2 separate regions of the Macaca mulatta genome follow, and region 2 is linked to region 1. A link is a contact called in public Hi-C data. All regions are on one chromosome and are shown on one strand. Each heading gives the region's core, a stretch centred on a gene start, on an enhancer-like site or on the middle of the called end of the contact. The rest is flanking DNA. Distances are from core to core; before and after follow the strand shown.

Region 1 (3,421 bases), core at 433-2,932:
TATTATACACAGTACTTTCACTTTGTTTATTCTCAAAACAAAGGTAAAATTGTAGAAGTTCCAAATAGACATCTGAAATAAAGACTGACCTATCTGCAGCTTGGCAGTCAGTTGACTTGCAACTGGTGGGCTACAACCCTGTAGTTTTCAAATCAGAAGGAATTAATTTATACAATAACAAATTATAAATGCTATCTATGTCAAAAAAAGGATGTTAAATGTCAAAAAAAAAAAAAAAAAAAAAAAAGACAGTAGCTTTCCATTCCCACTTTCCTGTCTTGGAATTAACCTACCCACAAGTCGGATCAAGTAAAACCAAGGAGTGATGATAAAGATAACATTTATCAGATATTTGCCCTGTGCCAGGTACTGTTTTAAGTACTCTACTTGTATTTACTTGTGCAATTATTAGCACCATTCTATGAGGTAATACATAACCCCATTTTACAGCTGTAAGAAAACTGAGGCCAAGAAATATTAAATAACTTCTCCAAAGCCAAAGCTGGTAGATGGCAGAACAAGGATTTACACCCTGGTAACTATACTAGTTTGAGCTCTAGAGAAGAGTTCTTAACCACTAGGCAACATTTCTCACAAGAATGATGAAATGATAATTTGAAATATTCCACCAATCCCATTGTGGCAGGAGAGAAGTAATTTTTCAAGGTATGAACCTTTTACCTCGTCAGTTTCCAGTCCAAGAAACAGTGAATTCAATTGCAAGTAGGAAAGTGAGTACTACAACGGGTCAAACTAGGCCCAAGATTATTCAAATATAGACAAAGCATCAGAAGCCTGGGAAGAATCACTGAATGACAGAGTTCAGTCAGGAAAGAGAAGCGAAAGTTAGGATAAGCAGACGGTGAATATTATTTCTACTGGGTTCTGTGACTGCTTTGAGAGAGAAAATGCTACCATCCCTTTTCTTTTACGTTGAATCAGTATACAAATACATCGACTCAAAAAGAATTAGGAAAAAGGAGAGCAGCAGGAATAAAAGTGGGCTTTCTCAAGACTTGGACCCCGAACCGCTCGGTTAGCTTGATGTACTCTGGTATAAGTGAGCAAAAATGTATTAGAAAGCAGGTGGCGAGGTTAAAGGCATGACCATGGGAGTGGAGGTACTGAGCGGTGTGCGGAGCTGAGAACTCTGCCTAAAATGGGCTACCAGGGATGAGAGTTTCAAGTGTCTGTATTTGGGATGAGGAGGTATGAAAGTGGACGCTGCGCGGTGGGAGAGGAGGCAGTTTCTGGCTTTGGGCAGCACTCAGGTAAAAAGGGGCAGGCGTGGAGGTATACAGGTATAGACGAGGAGGGAGACCAGAAGAAAAGAAGGGGCGAGGCCCGGGTGTAAAACGAAAGGGGATCCTGGAAGGCGGAGGCTGGGAAATCAAAGAGGGTTTGGGGGCATCCCCGGGGAAAGCTGCGCCGCCGCGCGAGGGAAGGGCGGTCCGGCGGCTTGGGAGGTAGACCCCAGAGCAGGCCGGAGCTCGCCGCCCGAGCGGGGGTCCGGGACCCAGAGGGAAGAGGGCGCAGTGAGGCACGAGCCGGAGGCCGCCGGTCTTCGGCGAGCCGGGGGAGGGGAGCAAGCGCCCGGGGCTGCCGCGGGACCAGGGGGAGGGGGAGGGGCGCCTACCTGGACGTGCGGGGCGGCAGCGGTCAGTCCCGGCGGAGACTCCTCTCCTGCAGAGGCAGCGGCCGCGTCGGCCCTGGGAGCCCGAGGCTGCGGTGGCAGCGGCAGGGGTGATGGCGGCAAGTCCCTGTGGCGGCCGCCTCCGCCGAACGGCATCCCTCCTTCCCGACCCGCCCTCCTTCCCTATCTCCCGCTCCTAAACTTCTTCCCCGGGATAAACAAACCCGCCGCCAGGGGCGGCCACCTCCGCCGCTCCCGCCCCCGCGCAGCCCCCACCCCCCCGCCGCGGGTCCGTCTGGGCTCCGGCTTCCGAGTTACGACTCCTGCCCCGGCCCCCAGCCCGCGAGGGCGCGTGCGCGCGGCGGCGGCGGCTCGCGGGCTCCTGCGGGCTCTTGCTCCCTCCTCCAGCGCCGGGCACTTCCGGGCGGGCCCGGATCTGCCGCCGCGCTTGGGAGGCCGCCGCCGCCTGGCACTGGGCTCCCGGCTGGGCAGGATCCGCAGCCCGCACCGCTCTGGCTAGGCGTGCGGAGGCGCCTTGCTTAGCTTGACCCTTATTTGGCCAAGTGTAAAACTTGTCCTGCTTAAAGCCTACTGAGACCTCCTAACTGGTCTAATCCGCGGGAGACGCCAAAGGCGGCGGCCGTATGTGCACACAGGATTTTCTTGGGTCCAGGAAGCCAGGGTAGAACTGTTGCTAAACTCCCGTTGTGAGCCCAGATCTGTAAGAACTGCTGAGACACAACCAGCAATATACAGGCTCCAGTTGGAAATCGAGAACTTTCCAGGTAGATGTAGTGCCCCATGGAGCAGTTTTCGGGTGGAGGGGATGAGTCTTAGCTGGAAGTCTCAGGCCAGAAGGAGAGCCTGCGGAGGGGCGAGGGGCGGCCAGGGATGCCTAGGAAGTGAGTGCAGAAGAGCAGGCGGCCTCCTGGGGCTGCACGGTGGGAAATAAAGCTGCACTTGCACAAATGTGTGAAGAGAGGATGGGACTGCCTTGTCTCTGCGGCCATTTAGTTTAAAAAGGGGGTTACAACTGAACTCTTTATTCCCCACGGTCATGGGACAAAGATACTTAATCAAGCTACCAGGAGTAAACTTCTTTAAAGAAGTTTGGGGGACCAGCAACTCGGGCTTTGCCTGAACAGGCATGGACATCATTCAAGGATCCCAACTCTACTTTAACTGCATATGTCGGCAATTTTATTTTTTATTTTTTTTGTTTATTTTTTTTTTTAGACAGGGCTCTCTGTCACCCAGGCTGGAGTGCAGTGGTGCCATCACAGCTCACTGCAGCCTCGACCTCCTAGACCCAAGTGATCCTCCCAACTCAGCCTCCCAAGTAGGTGGGACTACAGGTGTGTGCCATGCCCAGGTAATCTTAATTTTTTGTAGAGATGAGGTCTTGCTATGTGGCCCAAGCAGATCTCGAACTCCTGAGCTAAAGGGATCCTCCCACCTTTGTCTCCCAAAGTGCTGGGATTTACAGGCGTGAACCACCACACCCGGCCATAAATCAACTTCTCATTGCTTACCTGGCTTTCCAAGAAAAGAGGTGGGGGAGGGAAAACATTTATTATTTTGCTATGTGCTGAGTATTCTAAGCATAGACTTGTATCATCTCTAGTCTCTCAACAACCTCCCTACAACTTCAAGGTAGAAATTATTTCCATCTTAAAATTAAGCAACAAAAACTAGAAATGGGAAGTAATTCATCCAAAGTTTACTGGGATTTGAATACTGGACAGTCAGATCCCCTCATTTCAATCTTTTTTGTTTCTTTTTCTTTTT
Region 2 (3,421 bases), core at 589-3,088, 270 kb before region 1:
GGATTACAGGCGTGAGCCACCGCACTCAGCCTATTTATTTCAATAATGTGTTAAATCATGCCCTCCTCATTTACAGAGTCTGTGATAGCGGAATTGCAAACTACCAAATTACCAAATGGAGACAGGACCTCACCTTCTGGCTCTATAGATGAATCAGCTGAGCTGAGCTCAGGCAGAGACATCAAGTCTAAATGAGGTAGTGCCTCTTGCAAAGCAGTTAGCCTCTCTCCCCTTCCAGCTGTACCTCTTCAGAAAGGGGTTCCTCTGTTTCCACAAAACCCTTCCTATTATGTCCGTTTTGTTTTAAAAAGGTTGTCTGTAAATAAGATGCAGCCCTCTCCGGGGACCCAAAGTTGGGCAAGATCAACCAATAGAGACTCTTCCAGTTTTTGAAATCCTCTTATTTGTGCTTTTAGGACAGAATCATTTTCTAGAACTGGTAGAACAGGGCTCTAAGTCTTGGTAAAGAGGGAATTTTTGTAGGGATGAGGAGTGGAATGGGTGAGATATAGATTTGGATATGCAAATAGTGGTTTTGTTTTTGAGCCTGTTGCAAGGCAAAAGGAGAGTCAGATCAAACAGAAATGAGATGCAGGTAGTGCATCCTTTGCCATGGAACCCCCAGTCAGGCTTATCATGGGTTTAGGGAGGATGCAGCCCCTTGCTTGCCACTCTCCCTCCCTACAGGAAATGGAGTTGTACTGGAAAGATACCCTACCTGCAGGCTCAAGGACAACACACTCTCAAATTCACACTGGGATCCCAGAACACTCTGGAATAACCTCCCTCCCCATCTGCGCAATCTTGGCACACTCAGTGAAAGGAATAGTAGGACTTTGCCCTAGTCAAAGCAATTCTCCTGCCTTTGAAACCAAGGCTGCTCTGCTTCAACCACTAAGATTTAACAACCCTCCTTCATTTCTATTTTGAGGTGGGGGTGGTAAGCAGAGAAGAAGGACCCTTTTTTTTTTTTTTTTTTTTGGTCCAAAAATTACAACCCAATCTGTGCTTTTTGTTGTGTTTTATTTTTTAAAGCCTAGAAATCAATTGCAGTTTTACTCCCTTGCTTCAACACGGTTTTTTCTTCTCTAAGAGCTTTGCGTTTCTAGATGTAAGAAGCAGTCTCGCCTTGCGTATTCTGTTGGAGTAACTGCCTAAAGTCTCATCCCTGGAGAAGTGAACGTATTTCTCTCGACCTTAGGTTTCCTATTCGCTCAATAAAGGGGTGACGAATGACGCCTAAACTCTGATCTACCGTAAAAAAATGCAGGTTTGTCAGCCCAATTGCCTTTGATTTTTCCTCTCGAGTGTCCAGAACAAAGATAGTAAAAGGTTAAGGACCTCTCCAATGGAGAGTTGTTAACACAGAGGTCGAGGCTCACAGGCACCAGGTTTGCAGCTTCGCCCGGCCTCAGAGATACCCCTCTCCAATATTTCTGAAGTCGGAAGCCGCGGTGGGGTATCCCGTCTTTATTCGGCTTCTCCAAAGCCGGGGCAGAAGGTCTGGGAGCAACTCCGTCTGTCTTCAGGACACCCAGCTGTCTATACCATCCCCAAACCTGAGTAAAGCGGACTTCACCTAGCTCCGTTTCTCACAGTTCTGCTCCTGGTCCCTCGAGGTCCCCATTACTTCCCAACCCCAGAAATCCTTCCAGCCGCACCAGGCACACTTTGCACCCCTTACCCGCGGCTCTGAGAGCTTGGCGCTGCGGTGGAGTAGGGCACTCTCCCAGGGCGTCCTGGGCTCCAGTCCCACCTCCCCGCCCCAGCCTTTCCCGTTCGCAGTCCCCACGCCCCGCCCCAGGACTCTGCAATCGCCTTCCCCTCCTAAACTCTCTGGGCGCTCTCCCGGCGGGCGCACTCCTTCTTGCAGCCACCCAGGAAGAACCTTTCCTTTCCCCCATCCCCAGCCTCCCCAGCCAAAGCGAGATCCAGTCCGTGGACAGGGCGCTTGGCACAGTGGAGCCTCTCGGACCGGCCTTCTGCTGGGCGGGGGTGGAAGGAGGCACCCGGCCTCTGCGGGCTCGGGGGCGCCGGCTGGCCAGGCGTGCTCAGCTCTGCCAGGCATCTGCCCGGCGGGATCGGATCTAGAGAGCAGCCTCGCGCTGAACCTATCACCCAAGCGCCCGAGCCGTCACCTCCCTCCCGCAGGCGCCCCCAGCGCTCACCCCGAGTCCGGCCAAGCCAGAGAGTCCAAGGCGCGACTGGAGCCCCCTGCCGCGTGCCAGAGCTCCAGCGGCCTCGCACGCTCTGTGCAGGCCCCCTCCAAGGAGGGGCGCGCGGGGGCCCGGAGAGACACCTCCGGTCCGCCCACCCTCCCCCTTCCCCGCCCGCCCACCCGGCCCGAGCTGCGCTGCACCGCGCAGCACTCGGATTCCGGGAGGGAAGCGCCGCGCTGTGTCCCTGGCGTCCTCAGTCCTGCCCCGCGAAGTGGAGATGCGCGAGAGGCAGGCGAGGGCGCGCAGCTCGTGAGAAGCCGCGCCAGCCGGCACCATGCGCCTGCGGCCACTGCCTCTCGTGGTGGTCCCCGGCTTGCTGCAGCTGGTGAGTGCCCGGCCCGCGCGCAGCCCCATGCGCCGGGGACGCGTTTCGGCGGGAAAACCGCGCAGGCGGCTGACTTGGAGCCCAGCCTGGGCCTGCTTGGGACGTGGGGTTGGGGACGCGAGGAGGGCAAGGAGTTTTGGGTTGCCTTAGAGGTCGAAAGGAAAGAATTGAAGAATGGAATAGAGGGGATCTAGAGGCGACTGAGGGGCTTAGCACGGGTTGGAACTCGAGCGCTGGGGTAAAGTAAGCAGAAGGTGGCCGGGAAGTAGGGCCGGGAAAAGGAAGAGGTTTATTGGTAAGCGGTCAAGGAGAGGATGGGAGGTAGATAGGATGAGAAGGGGCAGAAAGACCTTCCTCCAGTTCACAGTTCGAGAGGCTTGGTGGTGTTTATTTTTCACGTGGTGTTTTGCCCAGATGCACACAGACAATTCTTCCAAAGCACAGCATAGTGCATGCATCCTCGTTCTCAGAGCCAGCTAGTGGCGGCTTGCTGGGGGAAAACTTAGGCAAAATATGGATTTGGGGGACAGCTTGGATTTCTCTTCGTTTTCCGTCTGGCGCTGGGGACTGGGATGGGGTTTTCTGCCAGTTGGGGACACGGGATGTAACTTGCACGCCCAGCTCCGCGCAGGAGCCCCCTCTCGGGCATCTCGAAGCTGTCTTTTCAGGGAGACATCTCCCGCCTGGTCTGGGTGACTCGGGGGCGCTGAGGAATAAGAAAGATGTTAAAATGTGGTTTGGGGTTCGCGTTGTCACTCTCTTCTCTCTTCCCGCGAGGCGCCACCCTCTCCTCCTCCTGATATATGCCTGTATTCTATATGCATGGCTAATTACAGTTAAGGGAAAACCAAAGTAAGACCTTCAAGAAGAAACTTTT

Evidence for each region. Hi-C and Micro-C count contacts between places; a contact is called where the count stands out from the background.
Region 2: a contact with region 1 is called in a Hi-C map of fetal cortical plate, with 2.1 times the contacts expected there. The contact joins the promoter of NXPH2 here to the promoter of SPOPL in region 1. A contact is called at or near these places in 2 of 14 Hi-C or Micro-C datasets (fetal cortex germinal zone and fetal cortical plate).

The regions. Positions count from the first base shown.
Region 1 is chr12:43,354,780-43,358,200 of T2T-MMU8v2.0, reverse strand. SPOPL (speckle type BTB/POZ protein like) reads right to left here and starts at 1,682. Exons shown (of 11, transcript NM_001266382.1): 1 at 1,637-1,682. It overlaps LOC144333303 (a long non-coding RNA gene), which reads left to right and starts at 2,042. Exons shown (of 5, transcript XR_013401856.1): 1 at 2,042-2,418; 2 at 2,870-2,988.
Region 2 is chr12:43,629,793-43,633,213 of T2T-MMU8v2.0, reverse strand. It overlaps NXPH2 (neurexophilin 2), which reads left to right and starts at 1,838. Exons shown (of 2, transcript XM_001091365.5): 1 at 1,838-2,544. The coding sequence starts at 2,494.